Linked DNA regions of Sus scrofa: regions 2 and 3 are each linked to region 1. The links are chromatin contacts, called in public Hi-C maps. All regions are on one chromosome and are shown on one strand. The core of a region is the stretch at or near the end of the contact, and the rest is flanking DNA. Distances in the headings are between cores, read along the strand shown.

The links. Hi-C and Micro-C count contacts between places; a contact is called where the count stands out from the background.
Region 2: a Hi-C map of subcutaneous adipose tissue shows a contact between it and region 1, with 2.2 times the contacts expected there. The contact joins two enhancer-like sites. A contact is called at or near these places in 14 of 47 Hi-C or Micro-C datasets (alveolar macrophages, blood, embryonic fibroblasts and 10 more) and 2 of 2 datasets of contacts at active chromatin or transcription factors (alveolar macrophages and skeletal muscle).
Region 3: a contact with region 1 is called in a Hi-C map of skeletal muscle, with 2.6 times the contacts expected there. The contact joins two enhancer-like sites. A contact is called at or near these places in 2 of 47 Hi-C or Micro-C datasets (embryonic fibroblasts and skeletal muscle) and 1 of 2 datasets of contacts at active chromatin or transcription factors (alveolar macrophages).

Annotation. Positions count from the first base shown.
Region 1 is chr7:12,567,575-12,570,368 of Sscrofa11.1, reverse strand. All of the region lies in intron 3 of ATXN1 (ataxin-1), which reads left to right. Among named protein-coding and RNA genes, the nearest start is that of ATXN1, 160 kb to the left of the region's middle. Within about 2 kb of position 1,413, at least 12 of the 83 cell types and tissues checked have an H3K27ac peak or open chromatin away from gene starts, as enhancers often do. A contact at or near this core is called in skeletal muscle and subcutaneous adipose tissue, where this site is marked.
Region 2 is chr7:12,333,797-12,336,590 of Sscrofa11.1, reverse strand. All of the region lies in intron 6 of ATXN1 (ataxin-1), which reads left to right. Among named protein-coding and RNA genes, the nearest start is that of GMPR, 81 kb to the right of the region's middle. Within about 2 kb of position 1,345, at least 12 of the 83 cell types and tissues checked have an H3K27ac peak or open chromatin away from gene starts, as enhancers often do. A contact at or near this core is called in skeletal muscle and subcutaneous adipose tissue, where this site is marked.
Region 3 is chr7:12,387,913-12,390,706 of Sscrofa11.1, reverse strand. All of the region lies in intron 6 of ATXN1 (ataxin-1), which reads left to right. Among named protein-coding and RNA genes, the nearest start is that of GMPR, 130 kb to the right of the region's middle. Within about 2 kb of position 1,331, at least 19 of the 83 cell types and tissues checked have an H3K27ac peak or open chromatin away from gene starts, as enhancers often do. A contact at or near this core is called in skeletal muscle, where this site is marked.

The DNA.
Region 1 (2,794 bases), core at 164-2,663:
CAACCTGCTAATCCACCCATCCCCCTACCTTTTCTCCTTTGGTAACCATAAACTTAGTTGCAAAATCTTTGAGTCTATTTCTGTTGTGTGAATAAATTCTTTTGTATCATTTCTATTAGATTCCACATATTAGTGATTTTAGATGATAGATGCCTTTCTCTGACTTACTGCACTTAGTATGATAAGCTCTAGGTCCAACCATGTTGCTACAAATGCCATTATTTTGTTCTTTTTGTGGCTGCGTAATATTCCATTGCCTATATGTACATCGTCTTTATCCAGTCCTCTGTGGATGGACATCTCGGTTGCTTCCAGGTCTAGGCTGTTGTAAATAGCAGTGAACCATTTCCTTGATCCCGTTCTTCTTTCTCTTTTTATTGAGGGGTTCTCGGGAAGCACTTGAAACTGCTCCCCACTGTCTTCTCGCCATGTTCAGACCTGGTCAGAGGGCCTTGGCCAATCTCCCCTCTGCGAGGTCTTGTCCCAGGAGACAACCAGACCCGGGGACTCCTGGTTTGTGGATTCGGCTTCCGTGGCCCTTCCCACCAGGTCCTGGTGCTTCCAGAGGAGACTGTGCCTGCAGAGGCTGAGCTGGAAAATCCTAGCAGAGACACAGGGACCAATGGGGACCCAAGCCCGCGTCCCTCATGCCACTGTTCTGAGATCTCCTGGGGTGCTGCTAGCAGGCGGTCCCCTTCATTGCCTTCCATGAATCCCACCCCGTGGTGCCCTTCCCACCCTGCTGTCTACCCCAGTCCGGTTGCTTCTTCCCCTTCACTCTGCCTGGCACGCCATGCCTGCCTGGCTTCTGGTTGGAGCCTCCCGTTCTGTTGTGGTTTTGCTCTCGCCTGCCTCTCCAAACCTTGCCAAAATGTGAATATTTGATTTGTCAAATTCTGCCCAGACCTCCAAAAGGAGCCTGAGCCAAACCTAGGGCTTTGCAACCCCTCCTCCCCTTAGTTACGGTGGGGCCGGGCTCTCTCTCTCTCTCCAGTAGGTCATCTGCTCATTTCAAAATGTGCCTCTCCTTACTGGAAATTTGTTTTAAATTAGCCTCTGGCTGCCAGGGGCTCAAGGCTGTGCGAAGTCAAGGCTGTTGGAGGTTTCCCCGTGAAAAATCCATCACAGGCAGACCACGGAGATCCTGCTGGTTCGGCTGGTCCCAGATTGCCACAATAGAATGAATATTGCAATAAAGCCAAACACACAAATTTTGGGGTTTCCCAGTGCCTATGTCAGGTCTGCCCTGCTGCAGGATGGAGGGTGGGGCTGGGAAGGGGAGGTGGCACTGTGAGGAGTGGCCTGTGATATCTCTGGGCTTCCTGGATCAGGGGGAGGGGGAAGGAGAGGAGAGGAGCAGGGATGCTGAGAAAAGAACAGTACCAGAGAAGGACTATCCCCAGCCTGCCTGTAGGGGGCGCCTGGCTCCATGGCCCGAGGCCACACAAGCTTTGAGAAACTGGTGAGAACCTGGCTCTTCCAGTTCCCAGTGACTTTTAAGTTCCCAGTGATGCCGGCCCTTAGCGGGTGTGGCTCCTCAACCTGGGGCTGCATTTCACTACCCTTGGGAACCACAGTGTCCTTTCTGATATTTAAGATAGCAGTGTGCCAGCCCTTTTATATTCATTGTCTCGTAATTATTATAACCTTATCCTCTCTGACCGTACTTCCTGCTCTAGACATGAATCACCGAGGCTCAGTTAGAGGTTTTGCCCGTGGTCATAGTGGAGTATGAACCCAACCTGCGATTTCAACGGATTTCTATCTTTACGGCAGGCCCCAACATGAAGAAAAATAAGCTTTTAAAAACAGGGGAGTTACCCTACCCTGCCTCCCCATTCAGCAGGTTGGCTGCCCGCTGATGCTGGAATGTAAAGGCATCTAAAGCTTTGGATTCCTCAATTTAACAGTTGAAGGTTTAAGCGAATATTTTTTTAGGAGGGAAAGCCATGAACCCCATGCATTCATATTAAAACAGTGTATCTCACTGGTATTAATATTGATAGAGTAAGAGCGGAAACGACAAAGACGTACACAGCAGAAATCCCTGGGGCTTAAGAGCAGGCACCTTAGGGGACAAAAGGGGAAGGATCCGGTGACAGACTTTACCTACTTGATGATTGGAGTCTGGACAGCTCTGCTTCACCTTCCTCTGGGATCAGAAAAATAGATATTATATTGGCATGTGCTTTGCCGTTTATGCTTTAGCTCACAAAGGCTAGCTTAGCATGGGGGTGAGATCCATCCCCTTGGCGTGCATTTTGAGAACTTGAAGGGTGACGCTTTGAGACCCCTCGCTCGGAGATGCAGGAGAATTTTCTCATAGAAACAGATTCCGCTTGCCAAATAGATTCCGCTTGCAAAAAACCTTCTAGTTCTCTTTCTCCTCTGAGTTATTGAAACAAATAGATTTTACATGTCTAGCTGGCTCGTGGACTGCATCCTGTTAGAAGGTCAGAACAGAAAAAGAGGGGTGTTAGCCATGTTCCTGGAAGAATAAACTCGAAGACTCCTGGGGAAACTCTGGGTTCCACCTCTCATCCGGGATCCTGCAAGCTTGTTTTTTCTCACTCTTGGTGTCACATCCGTTCTAGGACTGAGCAGCTTGCTGTGGGTGCCTTGTGCGAGTGGAGACGTTAATATGAATATCAAGCATTTTATTTTTAGTTTTGGCATTTTGTTGGGGGTTTTCCTTTTTTCCCCCTCCTTCCTTCCTTCCTCTCGCCCACCCTCCCTCCTTTCCTCCCTTCCTCCTGTAATAATTTCCTCCCCCCCAGCTTTTTTATCCTTCCTT
Region 2 (2,794 bases), core at 96-2,595, 230 kb after region 1:
TGTGTGAAGGTAGATGGGACAGACCATTTGTTCTGCAGGCAAGCTGTTCGTCCCGGTAGGGGGCAATATATATCATTGCCCTCGTATGGATTATTTTCTAGAAGAAGTTTTACAGGCTTGGGAAACTTTCTGAGCTGCGGAGGTGAGGCAAGGAACCTTTTAATTAGAGATGGTTCTGCCCAGCATCTTTGCCGCGATTGCCTGGCACATGGGTTGCAGGAAGTAACCCCCCGGGAGAGAAGCCGAGGGAGGAAAGCGTGTGTTTTTAAGACAGATGAAAATATGTCCTGCTGTCTAGCACTAGGAACTGTATCTAGTCCCTTATGATGGAGCATGATAATGTGAGAAAAAAGAATGTATGTGTGACTGGGTCCCCTTGCTGTAGAGGAGAAAATTGACAGAACACGGTAAACCAGCTATCATGGAAAAATATAAAAATCACGAAATAAAAAAGAAAGAAAATATGACCCAGGGTGAGGCAGTGGGGGCAGGAGGGCCCTTCTCAAGAGAGAATCATAGCTTCAGCAGCCAGTATGTACAGGTTGTGCAGTGGGCCAGGCCGCGGGCTGTGTTCGGTGCATGCTTGAACTCCCAACAAACCTTAAGACCCGAGTTACTGATATAATTCCCATCATAGAGTCAGGTACACTGAGGCACAGCTGGCAGGTGAAGGAGCCAGGATTCCACGTCTGGCAGCTGGGATCCCAAGCTTGTGCCCTCAGCATCCTTGATGGGAGGTCCTTTGATGCCTGGAAGCAGTTAACTCTTAGGGACATCTTTCTCTGGTTCTCCAGCCTGCTGGCTGGGCACTGCCTTGTCCCATGCAATTCTCTAAGAACCCCATGAAACAGAGCTTGTTACTCTCTCCGTTTTCTTCAAGAGGAAACCGAAGCTTAGGAAGTTGGATATCTTCCCTAGAGTCACCAATCACCGAAAGCCAGGAGGCTCCTTACCACACCCCAGTCTCTGCAACATCAAGGTCAACCATCTGTGGATGGCCCATCAGTAAGAGCTGTGGAAGAAAGCACCGGACATCGCCACAGGCATAGAATAAGCAAAGCCCATTTTCGCTTCCATCTTTGACCAGCTTATCACCTCCGTTCATGGCTTATCTCAGAAGTCCTGCCTCCAGGGAGGAGTCTCTTCCTCCCAGACCCTAAGTTAAAGGAAAGAGCATCCAGCCATTCCGGATGTCCCCTATGCGAGGCTGTGGATGTGACGGTGTGCCTCTTTCCGAGGGCGACAGCATCCTTCTAGAGAGAGCGTGGCGTTCCTGTTGAATGAATACCTGATTGAGTTCATGGTGCTGAGCCAGGGCGAGGAGGAGCGATTTGGCAGCCAAATTCCTGGCAGCTCATTCAACGTCCTTAATGTTCCACCAGCTTCATGCTGGGCCGCCTGCGAGCCCCGGGAGAGGCTGCGGTAATTACTCAGCTTTTTGATTGAAAACAGCTGCAGGTAGCGTGCCCTCCCATTGTCCGTGTTGCTGGTGATTGGGAAAGACTTGGGGCATCTTGGGCTCCACCGAGCAGCCTCATTCTGGGGGGGAAAGAAAAAATGGAGGCAGAGCGTAGATTTTCCCACTTGCTCCACTTTTCAAAATGAACCATTCGTCTCTTGAGGGCCAGACCTCAGCCACCCATTCAGTGAGTGTGAGTCATACCCCTAAAATTAAAACAAACATTTCTTTCCGAGAGACCTCTTATCTTGGCTGATCTTTCTAGCTCGTCTCCCTGTTCTTGCTCTGCTTGATTTAGGCTGCTTTCAATAAAATTGCTGCTTGGTAAATACATGGTCCTTCCCGTCGATCCAAAGACAACCAGCAGCGTTTCCTTGGGATGAATGCGCGGACAATCTGGACATGGTTTTGGAGGATGGGATGTGGATTTTTAGAGGCCTTCCGGTGTAGCCCACATCTTGCAGGGCGTACTTGGACTTCCTGCTACGGGAAGTATCTGGGGTTCATAATCTCACAGGAGAATTTGTGCTTGCGATGGAATCTCTAAGTCCAGATGCCTTTCAGAGATAGAGTATTTTATGTCCCTCTGTCATGAGTTCCATTTTTGATCCAACCCTGTATAATCACATCCAAAAATGGAGAAGGCGATCCGGAAACACTTTGCCTTATGGTAGCCAGCTTCGAAAGGTGACAGAAGAGCAACACAGGATAAGAAGTGTCAGCCAGCAAAGAAAAAGAGCAGCCCTAGAATCCCACAGGGTTATGAAACTCGGTCTCTATCCAGCGCAAGGAACTTACAGTCTGGTGAGAAAGACGCATGAAAATCGTAAAAAGTGCAACGAGCAGATCTCCCGTGTAGCACAGAGAACTCTCCTCAGTGTTGTGTGATCATCTATGTGGGAGAAGAATCTGAAAGGGAATGGGTGTGTGTTCACGTATGATTGAGTCACTTTGACGTACAGCAGAAATTATCACCCTGTTGCAAAGCACGTGTACTTGAGTAAAACTTTAAAAAATGGACTGAGGGAGTTCCTGTTGTGGCTCAGTGGTTAATGAATCCGACTAGGAACCATGAGGTTGCGGGTTTGATCCCAGGCCTTGCTCAGTGGGTCAAGGATCCGGCGTTGCCGTGAGCTGTGGTGTAGGTTGTAGACGTGGCTCGGATCCCATGTTGCTGTGGCTTTGGTGTAGGCCGGCAGCTACAGCTCCGATTGAACCCCTAGCCTGGGAACCCCCATATGCCATGGGAGCAGCCCTAGAAAAAGCCAAAAATAAATAAATAAAATTAAAAAAAAAAATGGACTGAGGAACGAGGCTGCGGTCTTCAGTGGCCTT
Region 3 (2,794 bases), core at 82-2,581, 180 kb after region 1:
TTATAGTTTTTCCCTTCCACAAACAGGACTCGTAGTAAATGCTCCTTCCCCTGCTAGGGAAATTCACTGTCACTTCATGAAGTCGAGAGCAGGGTTAGGGTCCCAAAGCCCAGTTTCCCTTCCCAGCCCCCAGTGCCAGGGCCTTGCCCCATGTTCTGCCTCTTCCTTCTTTCATCTCCAATAAACATAATGTCTTCATCTGAGCACTGATTTCATGCGTGTTCTGTAAAGGACATTAGCAGACTTTGCACATGGGATGCATAAATATTAGCCCAGACCCGGGACAGGATGTGCTGGCAGTGGTCTGCGGGAGGAGTGGAGGGCAGGAGCTGTGGTTATGAACTTGACGGTCCTCCAGTCGCCCATGGCAACCAGGAACCGGGAGCTGCGACCGCCAGAAGGAAAGCTTGGACGAGTTCACCTCTGAGATGGTTTCTGGTCTGGCGCTCACATTTTATGAAACCCGGGCTTTATACAAACAGGTTGTTTTATTGCTTCCTGCATGGCCAGTCTGTTTGATTTCTTTGCCCAGCTCCCTGAGAGCATTCTGAATTACAGCTCGGGTAATTTCCATCCACAAGGCGCATGACGTCATAGTGGAGGTTGGGGAAACCGTGTCAAACGGTTATTAACCAGAATGCAAAAAAGATAGGTTGGGACATTCAAATAAAGGTGTTTTGGGATAAAATACGAAAGATCACGCAGGTCCTAACTTGCCCTGTATCATCGTTTATAGCATACGGGCAGGACTTTTGGCTTTTATTACTGTGTTATAAATAGATGGCTCCTTACGAGCAGAGGCTGTCGTTAATCAAAAGCTGGCTAGCAAGTTTTGTGTGCCTGCTGATTAACCTGGAGCAGATTTGTCTTCTGACAGGCGCGCGGGGGAAACGGGTACAAATGCACTTCATCCACCAATCAGCGTCTTGCTTCAGAGCAAAGCACGAGGTGGGACTGTGGGTTCCTGCGTACAGGTCCCCTGTGGTATTCCGCGAGATCCCAATGCGAAAGGCTTGCTTTAGAGAAATGAGACAAATACCAGGACGTCTTCCAAGCTTAGTGCAGTGGATTATGGGCTTAGATGCTCAATAAATACTGTTAAGTGAAGGGAGAAAGTTTCCTAGACTAAAAGCAGGCGACTGGAGAAGTGATTACTCTGAACACAGAATACAGTGCGTCCCTCTCTCCAGCCTGTACCAGGAGCCCCTTGCTTGCAGCCATACTCCTGGGGCTGGCATTTCACAGGAAGTGGGTCCGAAAACAGCCCGCTTGGAGTGTGTGTGTGCGCGTGCGCGTGCATGCGCGCGTGCGGGGTGGGAGCTGGTGACACCGCTTGAACGCAACCCAAGGCTGTGAATCCAAGGAGAGGACCACACTAGGCGGGCTCTGGTCTGCTCCAGTGAGCTTGGACTTAAAAGTCAAGTAGGAGGCTGAGCCTGTGAGCCCCCCCCCCCACCCACAGAGCATTGAAACAGCCCGATCCAGCACGTCTCCCGGCCTGTCGGATCGGCGCGTGTGGTGTGTCTTGGTGAGGTTCTCGGACCCCAGAGCAGGTGTGAGCCACATGCCCCTGTGTCCCTGGGGGCTTTGGGAGGGGCGGGGTGGGACAAGAGGGCACGTGCCACCCAAAGCAGCTACTCTTGGAAAATGAGAAAGCCCAGCCAGTTTTCACTCTGTCCTCCCCTTCTTTTGTTCTTTTCCTCTGTCTCTTAAACACTGCGGCTTGAAAGAACTCTCCAAGAAGCGAGTTCCAGGGAATGCTTGTTAGAGGTCACGTGGAAGCCGAGAGTAATGGGCCTCCTTTTTTGGCCAAGAAGTGAAGATAATAAGGATGGTTGTATTTGCGCCTCCCCGCCCCACCCTCCCGCCTCCCTTTCACCTACTCCTGTTGATCTCATTCACAGTCAGTTGCTCTGGATCCGTATCAGGGATGGACACACTGACCAGCAAAAGGCAGAATTCAGCACATTATCCCCCCACCCCCACAAATGTGAACATCTCTTTTAAATTTGAGAGTATATAATTTCAATATTTTGTTTTCTCAGTAGACATTCAGTGCTCCCTCCAGTATCACTATGTTGTCATATTTATTTTAAGCCTTTTTTTTTTTTTTTTACAATCAAGACTCCTTTAGCCCACAGCAGGGAGAGTATTTTATTTTCTTTACACTCATTTCAAGAGCTACACCAGAAGCCCACAAGTGTCACATGCATCCCTCGCACGCATAGACCAGCTGTTCCTGGTGTCTGTGCTGCTTTCAGGACCAAGAGAGTTTGGGGATGAGCTCCTGTTGTGTCTCAGCGGGTTAAGAATCCAACTAGTATCCGTGAGGATGCAGGCTCCCTCCCCGGCCTCGCTTCGTGGGTCGGGGATCTGGTGTTGTCGTGAGCTGTGGTTGCAGACGCGGCTCGGATCCCGCGTGGCTGTGGCTGTGGCTGTAGTGTCGGCCGGCAGCTGCAGCTCTAATTCAACCCCTAGCCCAGAACTTCCATATGCTGCAGGTGCGGCCCTAAGAAAAAAAAAAAGAGTTTGGGGGGACAGGAGGATAAAGAAGTGGTCAGAGGATGGCCCTAAGAAGGAGCAGTGTGATAAATGTGGTAGAAAAGTGGCTTAGTTTCAAGATTCAAGAGCCTATCAGCTCCCCCTCTTTAGGAAGTGGCAGAAGCCTGACCCTCTAGCCAGGAGCCCAGGTCCCAGAACACCCCCCTCTGGCCTGCCATCACGTGAAGCAGCACGAAATGCCTTACATCTGGGGAGGCTGTGCCTCATGTCCACAGTGGGACGTGTTCTGTTA